2 separate regions of the Danio rerio genome follow, and region 1 is linked to region 2. A link is a contact called in public Micro-C data. All regions are on one chromosome and are shown on one strand. The core of a region is the stretch at or near the end of the contact, and the rest is flanking DNA. Distances in the headings are between cores, read along the strand shown.

Evidence for each region. A called contact is a pair of places that touch in the nucleus more often than the background predicts.
Region 1: a contact with region 2 is called in a Micro-C map of caudal fin, with 13 times the contacts expected there. The contact joins the enhancer-like site here to the promoter of gas1a in region 2. A contact is called at or near these places in 2 of 18 Hi-C or Micro-C datasets (caudal fin and fibroblasts) and 2 of 4 datasets of contacts at active chromatin or transcription factors (caudal fin and embryo).

What each region holds. Positions count from the first base shown.
Region 1 is chr5:45,505,067-45,510,967 of GRCz12tu, forward strand. No RefSeq gene overlaps it. Among named protein-coding and RNA genes, the nearest start is that of dapk1, 27 kb to the right of the region's middle. Within about 2 kb of position 2,650, at least 10 of the 62 cell types and tissues checked have an H3K27ac peak or open chromatin away from gene starts, as enhancers often do. A contact at or near this core is called in caudal fin, where this site is marked.
Region 2 is chr5:45,369,192-45,374,444 of GRCz12tu, forward strand. gas1a (growth arrest-specific 1a) reads right to left here and starts at 3,492. Exons shown (of 1, transcript NM_001111220.1): 1 at 905-3,492. The coding sequence starts at 3,241. The coding sequence ends at 2,459.

The sequences.
Region 1 (5,901 bases), core at 1,400-3,899, 140 kb after region 2:
ATAAATTGGACAAAGAGTTCACTAATGCCAGTTCATGACATTCCTCAAACAACGTTAGCAAGGTTCCCCTTTAAGGTTACCAATGACAAATTCACATATCTGGGTATAGAGGTTACAAAGAAACTTTCCTCTCTCATGCAATCTAATTTTCCACCTCTATTGGAAAAACTTAAAAATAAAATTCAGTTTTGGAAAACCTTACCAATATCACTACTTGGGAGGATAAATGCAATCAAAATGATCTTTTTGCCTCAAGTACTTTACTTGTTCCAAAATATTCCGATTTTCTTAACAAAATCCTTTTTCAAGAAAATCGATTCAATTATTCAACCATTTCTATGGGATTATAAAACTCCAAGAATTAGCAAAAAACATTTAACCAAATCTAAAATGAACGGAGGTCTATCCCTCCCAAATTTCATGATGTATTATTGGGCGTGTGCTTTGAAAAATATTAACTCCTTTAACATCACTTCTAACACTCTCCCCATTTGGTTAGCTATTGAAATGGAAGACTGTGATCCATATTTACCTGCTGCCCTAGTACTTTCACCTTTACCACTTGACAAAACAAAGGACATTCAAAATCCGATCATACATAATTTGTTTCGTATATGGAGACAAATTAAATCACACTTTACCCACAAGACGCTGCCTCTTTCTTTACCAATTGCTAAAAATCCATCCTTTCCCCCTTCTAATTTAGATCTGACGTTTACTAATTGGAGGAAATTAGGATTATGTTGTATCCGTGACCTGTATATTGAGGGTAAATTTGCTTCCTTTGCACAATTGCAAACAAAGTTCAAATTACATAACAATAATTTCTTTAGATATCTACAGGTTAGAGATTACATTCAAAAATTAATGCCAGATTTCGATACACAACCACAATCTATGCTTGATGAATGTTGCACCATATCCCCATATAAAAATAAATTTATCTCTAATATATATAACAAATTACAAACAATATCCCCCCCCTCATCCAATAAATACAAGGATAGCTGGGAGAAAGACATGGGTACCCATATTCCCGATGACATCTGGGAAGAATCTTTGGAACACATACACTCATGCTCCTATAATACGAGACATCGTCTTATACAATTCAAAATTATACATAGGCTTCACTTTTCAAAAGTAAAGATCCACAACATTTTCCCAAACGCTTTATCCAGCTGTGATAAATGTCAGTCCCCTAATGCAACACTTTTCCATGCTTTTTTTTCTTGCCCGAAGGTCACAAACTACTGGTCTGATGTATTTAATGTATTGTCAAGAATTTTTAAGACTACACTATCACCTGATCCATTGTTGATTATTCTTGGCACATCAAAGCTATTTAGAAAATTTACTTCAGCTCAACAGCGGTTCATTTCCTACTCTCTTATAACTGCAAAAAAATTACTTTTGATGTCATGGAAAGGACCAACGATACCGACTGACAAAATGTGGCTTCGAGATCTCTCCAATACTTTACATTTAGAAAGAATTAGATATTTGGTGAAGGACAATCTCTCAGGTTTTTATAATATTTGGCAACCCTTCATAGACTTCTTACAATCAGTATCTGTATAAACACGCATTTTCCTCCATTTTTTTTATATATAAACTCTTATTGTACTTCTTGCTACAAAATTGTATTCTACTTCCACACTGTTTGTCTTTTCTGCTTTGTTTTGTATGTATATTCAAACAAAAAATATTCGAGCCTTTTTTGTATTGTTGATTGAAATTGTATAATATATATATACGCTCAATAAAGAGAAAGAAAAAAAAAAAATTAAAACTTGTAGTAACAGTGCTCATCATTTTTGGTGGGTGCAACAAGATTTTGGCTGGTGCGGCTACATTTGTGAAGTTAGGAGCACCTGTGCTACCAAGCAAAAAGGTTCATTTCACACCCTGTATCGTCAACAGGACTCTTTCAGTTTTTGAAGACAGACCTAAGTCAAAATGAATGAAGTTACTAAGTATATATCACTACAACAGCTCAGATAAAAGTAACGCACAAAGTAACGCAAAAGTAATGTAACGCAATGGGGGGTAACTTAATATTGTATTGCTAATACTCAGAACAGTATATAATTAGGACGAGAGAAACAGAATGCAAGTTCTGTTTCAGAAACGTATGCATGTCTGACACTTCACACCTAGGCCACCGAAGGCCAAGGGCTGCGTTAGCTGTGATATCTGTGTTAGCTGTAATAACTGTGTTAGGCCTGTCACTACAAGCTCATCTCTCTCCTTACTTTCCCCTTATAGCTGCTTTTCCCAAACAGGAAACTCCAAAGGCTTAGGTGAAGTGCCTGATTCCCTTGGGATCAATCTCAAATCACGCTTTAACTCCTTCTCCTCGAATCCCATACTGCATTTCAGACTTTAAACATCTGGCGAGTTTAAGTGAAGTAACAGCCCTGCCATCTCGCTTGTACTGAGATCATACACAGATCATTATCATACAGTCTAGACTCCAGCTACTTCACAAACAGGCCTTTCAAGTAAACGCTTTGGATTTTATCCTGGTATAAAAGCATGCTAGATCACCTCTGTTGTGTACTTTAAATCTAATTGCTGCCATACAGGAAGCCTGATGCATGGAGATGGGAATAATGTCAGGAATGCAGATGATGGCGAGCGGAAAAACAAACAAACAGCCAGCGAGTTATTATATGTTGCGTCATTAGCGGCCTACGCGTGACTCCGTCTCATTAGGCTTGACATGGAAAAGGGGGAGAGGAGGAAGAGGAGGTGTTTCCAGAGCCTCATTAATGTGTCAGGTGCAAGGCAAAGCCTCCTCTGTGAGGAAAGAAATAATGAGGCATTATTACAGCTGAGATGTTAACAGACTTGCTGCTGCTGGTATTAAAGGTTGTCAACATTTTCAGCACCAGCCCATAAGCTTAAAAAGAAAATTCCCTCAAAACTGAAAATTCTGTCATCATTTACTCATGGGTTGAAAACAAATGAAGATATTCTGAAGAATGTTGCAACTGCTACCCATTAAGTTAGATAGTAGGAATAAACAAAAAAAAACTATTTATTATAACAAATACTATGGATGTGGCTTTCAGTTTTTAACATTCTTCAAAATATCTTCTTTTGTGTTTAAAAGAGAATAAAGTCAGAAAAAAGAAAATTATTATTAATTGTAAAACTGTGCAAATGTACATCTCCCGTGTGTAACATTATTATTGTTGTCGTTTATTTTATTTTTAGGCTACTAAATAATGAATCCTGCTTAAACTATAGGCTGGTTGGCTGGTTTTAGCTGGTCGACCAGCCTGGTTTTAGAAATTTCCAGGCTGGTTTCAGCTGGACATAGCTGGTTTTGGCTGGGCTACCATCCTTGCTAGGCTGATCAAGCTGGTTTTAGCATCTCCCAGCCTAACCAGCTACTACCAGGCTGGAAATAGTTGGAAACCAACCCAGAAATGGCCAGAACCCCTCTAAAAAAGACTAGTTGACCAGCTAAAACAGCAAACCAGCCTAGGCAGGGAAATGGAAGCCCCTTCATTGTAGTTAAGTCAAAATATAAGAGTTTGATTCATTTGCTAAATGTTTTAATCACTTTAAGCATTTCCTTTAAATTATCATTTATTTGTATTTATCTTATCTTAATGCTGTTGTGTTTTAGTGTGTTAAAAATGTTGTGTGGTATAGTGTAAACTGACTGGTACTTCAAGATGTTAATAGAGGCAGAAACAGCTGTCCAAGCCAAACTATGTTGTGAGCTCATTATTGTAGGATTTGGGTCTCTGAAGTCTTGACAGTGTGAATGAGCAACTGCTTTATACAGTAACGTCAGCTGACTGACCTCACAGCCTTCATTGCATCATCTCTGCCTATCAGCTATGCCCTTTCAACGTTGATGAAATTGCTAAGATGTTTATTAGTTAAGCTAGGCTTTGTTCAGCTGCAATCAAACAAGTGTTTACCATAATTAGGGTGCGGGTGGGGGTTGTATGTACCATTTATTTACATTACAAGGTGCTGTATGCATTTAAACAGGACTTTGGATCCATGTGTCCTGATTAATGAGGTAAAAAGGCTTTGCGGCCTCTGCTCTTCTGGTTCATTGCAGAGCTCAATGGTTTATCTGAATACGAGCGCCCTCTAGTGGAGAACAAAACACTTACAAGATTCAAATATGATAAACTGTGTACTACCCCATATGTGTGTCTGAATATAAAGTATATTTGGTCGTTGCCTCCGTAATATTAGCTTTGGATTGATGGATGGATGGATGGATGGATGGATGGATGGATGGATGGATAGATAGGCTTTTGTTGCTTGTTCAAACAACTTATATAAAATAATCTGAAATAACACAATTCTTGAGATTTCGTAGGGACAACTTAATTGTTTTATGTTTTGTCCACTTAAATTTGCAAAAACGAATGTTACTTAACTCTTTCATGTTATACCAACACAAATCAATTGTGTGGAACCCAGCATTTTTTTACAGTGTGATGGATGGGTGGATGGATGGATGGATGGATATGTTACCACAAAACAAGTCCAGCTGGCAGTAGAATATCTATTCAATAGAATAACTTGACATGCTTTATTTGAACTTTAAAATAATTAAGAGCAGTCATGAACAGATTGTTTTCTTAAATGAGCACAAGTTCTCTGCAGTTTTATCATTCACTGAATGTATAATGTTTCAGTACACTTTCAGTCAAATACAATTTATGCAATATGTCAAATCTTTAAACAGAAGTGGGGAAATTCTGTGGGAAATCGGCAAACCTGGCAACATTTGCTGGTTTGTAATGTTTATACTTGTATTACAAATCATTGGAATTTTTTTAATGGTTTCTATTATTCATTTTTATATATATTTTTATTATTTTTTTTTTTAAACACCACATGGAATTTAACAGAATAAAACAAGGCTGTGAGGTATACTCATAGGATTTGCAGTGCCAGGTTATTTTATTTAGTAGATGATTTTATCTAAAGTGATTTACAAGTGAGGATAAAGGAAACACTTCAAATCAACAGAGAGCAGTTAGTTAGTTTAGCAGTTTTTGTTGTTTGTTTTTTACTTGTCTGGTTGTTGTTTTTTTTACATACATGCACATAAATACAAAGACATACAAGCATGCATGCACATACACACACAAACATTTATGTTTTTATTTGGATTCACATGAATAAGCAAAACATTCAAAATCCAAACAATGGCAAGTGACAAAAATTCAAGAGCATTTCAAGAGCATCAAAAATTTTCTTACAGTTTATGTACATTTTTGACATTTAACATTTTAAAACTTAAAGATAGACAAAACATCTCCATCTCCATATTTCATGCTCCCTATAATGGCAGAAGCTGAATAGAATTTTGCAAGTATTTTTTGCTTAGACTAAAGATTAGAGCATTGAATGTACAGTGATTCTAGTGGCTGATATTTCAGCAATTTAAAGATGTAAGAAGAGTCTAAATACTAATCAAAACAGAGGTCAACCTCAACAACAAACAGTTTATTAATAATAAAGTGTCTGGAGCATATGGAGAGGAAATGAGTATGCTCTTATTTCTAATGGTCACTCTTCACACTTTCCAGCCTTGTTTTCACTAAAACAAAAATCTAAATGACACAACCCTGACTAAGCTGTACTAAAATTAAAGTTCAGAGTAACTTTGGTTGTATTGGTGTGCATTTCAATCACAAAAAACTCCCACGAAAACCAGTTTAAAATGCAGTAGCTCAATACTCTTTCCGTGTTACTAAAGCTTACAAACAGTTCTTTAGCACCAATGCATGCTTGTACACATGTATGTCTTTAATTTGCAATTTTCCTGTACCCACACTTTTTTTTTCTTTTTAATTCTTGAAGCACTTACTCCAATGTTTTTCTTCATACAGGTTTTGGAAGCTCATGCACCCA
Region 2 (5,253 bases), core at 2,242-4,741:
CCCATTTCTAATAGCGAACATATGGCAAAATCACACTTTGAGTAGTCTTTAAAAGGATTTCAAAATTTTCCCCAGACACATTTACTTTTAGTATCTTTTTTTAAGGATATTTTGACTAGATAACCAGCAAAGAAGAAACGAACAAACAAAAATAAAGAGGGTAGTATTTAAATTCCTACACGCACCCCATAATCGTAGAAGTAAATAAATGGATCAGTAAGCCACGACAACACATATTTGTGTACATTTTAGAAAATTCAAGTTAAAATAATTGGTTAATCATGTTTCAACACCTTTTAAAGTTGTAAGCTGAAATGACTTGTAAGTTTAATTTGATTAAAAACTTCTTTATTTTTAAATCTAAGCAACTTTTTTTTTTGTTTTTCCACTCGTCGTCCATTACAGGACCTAAAAGGATCAGTCCACATTAAAAGCTTTAAACAAAACCTCTTAAAAGATAATGAACTTGACTTTTATGTTGTCCTGCTACTGTTTCTCTGTTAGTTTAGAAGAACTAATGTCTTACTTTATATTTGCAGTGGTGCTGTGCATACAAAGGCCTTAAAGCAAACACAGTGATTGAAAAATAAATAAACCTCTGTCTGTCTTGGCCCAGATGCAACACGGACACCCTGGGGAAAAGCCACTCACGCTTTTGTGTTCACATTCTAAAGATATCCAAATATCAGCGTTTATGTCTTCAGCAAACACTTCTGTTTGCTAAGTCGTGTGTCAGTGCTTCAAGCTCCTTATGCGTGTGATACTTAATCGGTTCCTGAAAAGCTCTGCTGCGCTAGCTAGCATTTTCTCAAATTAGCATCGCAATCCACACATGGAGTCAATACAGCGAATCGTCCTAATGATGTTGTGTCAATCATAAATAAATTACACATACTCGGTTTGAGTCTTTGTACTTTAGTTTTTATGCCTTCTATAAAAAAGAACATCACTGAGGCAGTCATACAGTGGATTTAGACATCTCTACACAGTAAATAGTTCATCTTAGATAACACATTTAAAAGATTCTCTGGAAATCTGTACACTGTACAATATCTTAAAAGACAAATAATTACAACAAACATTTAACTTCCCTTTAAAGCTGGAATCATCACCCTTTGTTTTACTTTTTAAACAAAAATAAAGTTCTCTGTTGTGAGTCTCTGGGTTTGGAGTTTTTTTTAGAAGATTTATCAAATGCAATATAGAGATCTACTCCTCATTCATTCCAGCAACACTTTTGTTTTTTACAGAAGTTACTTATCCAAAGTCTTTTGAAACTTTATAAAAAATACTTTACATATTTAAAAATCTAGTTTTACATTGGCAGTGCACAGTTTTATAATTACAACTTTCACTGTTAAAAGGTCTAGGTAACAAAATAAACTTTTCTTTCTATATCTTTAAGGAAATAAATTTGTATTTTACAAAATAGCACTTGAATAAGGCAAGCTAGTGTTTAAGGCAGTTGACTGACCTAAAATATTTTGTATCCCTGCTCTTAAATATCTTCAGAATCAGTACTTTATGCTGATCATAGACAATTACAATAGACAAGGCATTGTTTACCTGGGCCGAATCTGCAACAGTAAATTTGCATAGTGAATCAAAACACGTTTACAATGTGGTAATTTCCACATTCAACTAAATGTCACACAAAGTTTAACTTGTAATCTTTGGAGAAAAATCTGGTCAAGCTGTATTAACATTTACTCAGTAAAGCAACTTAAATCTATTTTTATTATTTGACATACTTTTTTGTTTGCTAGCAAATAATCCAACAGTAACTATTTTTGGATTTTAGTGGGTTCATAGGGCATCAGAATGCATGCATTACAGTGACGCGTAACTAATCCATTATTACTGACATGAAAAGTCAAATACATAGTAGAATCTACTGAACTGGTTACATTCTAATCTTTTAAATTAAATATGTATTTATTTATTTTTCTTCCAACAGTAGCCAATATGACTTGTCATTACACATTACTTTCAGTTGTTGGTAGTAGTAAAATTGCTACTTGCATTTGATAACTTTAGATTTTTAGTGGTACAAAAATTTACCACGCTTTATTATAGTAAAAGTGCAGTAACCATGCTTTTGTTGTGGTGGTTACAAGTAGTATGTGGTTTAGTTTTAACTACTAATACCGTGGTTAAACTTTAACAACTGAAGCAAACCATGGTGAATTTGTAGTCATCATGGTCAAACTACAATAGCTAGGTTTTGTTGTTATTGTTTATTTGTACCAACCATTCACTAATGAACGTCTAATCAAATAGAAAATTACGATATGCATGGGACTACTTAGTTTAAAATTTTAACAAAAGCTAAAAAGTGTTAAGGAATAAATGTTGACACAGCTTGCCGTGAAAGAACAGGAAAGCAGAAGAAAAAAAGGTAAAATGCACTATTCCCGAACAGCCGTTGGAGCAGATCATTATCTCGACTTCAAAGTGATCAAGGAAGCGGCACCAGAGCCAAAATGGATGCCACCACAGTCAAAACAGAGCATGCCACAAAAGCAGAACCTGTGTTCCTCGTGGGTTCTGGCTCTAGGTAATCCTCATCACCGGGCTCGTCATCGTCCAAACCGCTGGAGCCCTCCTCGTCCACGGGGGGAGAGTCAAAGCAAAGCGTTCTCATACTAGTTTTGATAAACTCGCATATAGTCCGCTCCGTTCCATCACACACGCAAGTATCCAGGAGTTGAGCTTTGGGGAGTTTGCGCATGTACGCGATGACATTGCGGCACTGGTTCGAGCAGCTGGAGCCGCTGAAGAGTTTCCCGCAGTGCACTAAATAATCGCCCATCGCGCTTCGGCACTGGCTGTCCTTCTCGCACTGGCGCCGGGCTTCGGTGCAGCCCATGTTGCTCGTTTTGGGCAGGCAAGGCTCGATGGCTCGTTTGATTTCCCGGCAGCGCGGGTCCTTGTTGCAGCTACAGTCCTCCAGCGCCGGGCCGCTCTTGGTCAGGTTGAGTTGCACCAGCGACGAGATGCAGTGACTCGGACACTTCCTCCTCTGGCCGTTCAGGATCGACTCGCAGGCGTGCAGATACTGATCATACGCGTAATGACACTCGGGCTCCGACTGGCAGTTAAATATCGCCTGCCAGCAAATCAACCGACCGCCGTGGTGGTTGGAGGAGGCGATGGAAAAACAGCAAAAACACACGAGCGCACACGCGAAAGGCCAAACGAATGCGCGCGCCCCCCGAACCAATTCTGCACAAGTTGCCATATCAAAATGTGTGATCGTTTGGCTGGCGTCAGGTCAGTTTCAAGCAGATATGTTTCATATTTCCATTGCATCTAGTGAGGGAAAATCCCTCAGCTTAGATCATGTTTGTGCAAGGTCCATCCGAATGTAAAAACTTTGTTCCACAATTGGTGAAGTTATGAAAATCTTTTCCAGTAATCCATGATTTTTTAAATTTAAAAAGTAAAAGAAGAATACTGATTTGCGGAAAGTGCTGCGAACTTGTTCACTCCATCTCCCCGGCTTGTGTCCGTGTGACAGCGCGGTGACTCCTCCGTTCACCTCCCGCTTTTCTTGCGGGCAGAAGTGAAGAGCTCACGAGTTCGCCTTCTCGCGTCTAGCGCTCACATACAAATGCGCTCGCAAGCCTCGATCCTCGCGCTTTCCCGATACATTCACGGGCGTGCGCTTGTCGTCCGTCATTAAGCACGCATCGGGACCCGGGCAGATAATAACACGGCGTTCAGATTCACACACTGGCCCCTTTCTGACCCGCTACTTTTGCTTTATCCATTCTACTCCTGCGGAAGTTTAAGGGATTCCTATTGGTCAGACCGTTTGTTGTTGCAAATCTCGACGTCAAGTTGGGGGCGGGATGATGGGGGTGGGGCGTGATGGGTCAGGAATGGTCTTTCTGAAAGGTTTGGATTACCTCAGAGCAGAAAGTGAGTTAGAAAAATCCCACTGTACTGTTGTTTCTCAGTCTTTGTTTCAAGTCTATATGGTCATGACGCGCGTATTTGGGCTCTCACATCACGGCTAATGATTTCTTGATTATGCATGACTGAGCATAGAGATTAAGTCCGAGAAACTTTTATTATTGTGTTTAAGAACTACCAGGAACTTTGTTGTTGAACAATATTGCACTTATAGTTTCATGAAGGTTTGCATAAAATAAGCTGAGACAAATTCAAGCATCTCTTTCTCTCTGTTTTGCGTGCAAACTGTAATGATTAAATGTTTTTGCAGGGATTTTAAATTGCTAAATTCGATGCAAATTCAAGGTAAGTGGATTTAGCCTGTCCAGGTTTGTCTTGAGCATTCGGATTGGCAACTTTAAAATGATTGGATAAATCGTCACCTTAGAATTATAAGGTTCTATCTGACATTTTTGTCAAAATTGAGTTATTGGCATATTCCTATTAAATGGCAACTTATTTACATTATGGGATTTTTTAAGACTGCTTGCTATGGAATGCAAAAAGTTTGAAGCTTAATACCTCGAAATCATTCAGAATGCAGATAGAACCTTATAATTCAAAGGTAACAAAATGTCAATAATAAGTATTATTATATTTTAAAACAACACAGAATTTTGTATAAATGCAGAACATAATCAAAAACAAAATGTTCAATTTTGGAGTCTCCATTAGTATATCTAGTTAATTTATATATGTTGGATGCATATCTTAATTAATATGAAAAAAAGTAGACCCCTGGTGAATAAAGGGACTAAGCTGAAGGAAAATGAATGAAAACAGTTTAATACATGAACACAATATTCCAAAATTACTCAGCACAACAGTTGTGTAAAGAAATCAAGACAGTTGCTTTAGCTATTAGAATATATAAAATAATAAGTCGTTATACTAAATAACATATATATTTTTTTTACAAGTGGATATGACAATAATCCAAAATCAAACAAAAAGTGCTCAGGGGTAGTTAAATTATGTGTCGGGGCTCTTTGGGAAAAAGGGATTCATCAGAATAAACAGCAAAAATTAGTCCAAGGCACTCAAAAAATGTGGAAAAAATATTAAAAAGCCTGCGTTTTTTAAGAATTAGCCATGTGAATAAAGGCTTTTTAATATATTTTCCACCTTTTTAAATGCCTTGAACTGGTTTTTGCTTTTTTATGGATGTGACAATAGTTTAAAGGACAGTGAAAAAATACAACATTTTCAAATGATAATTAGTATTTTGTGGTTTTACACTAATCATTAAACATGAATAGAGAATGGGTGGTATTAATTGGGTATCTCTTTTATAAA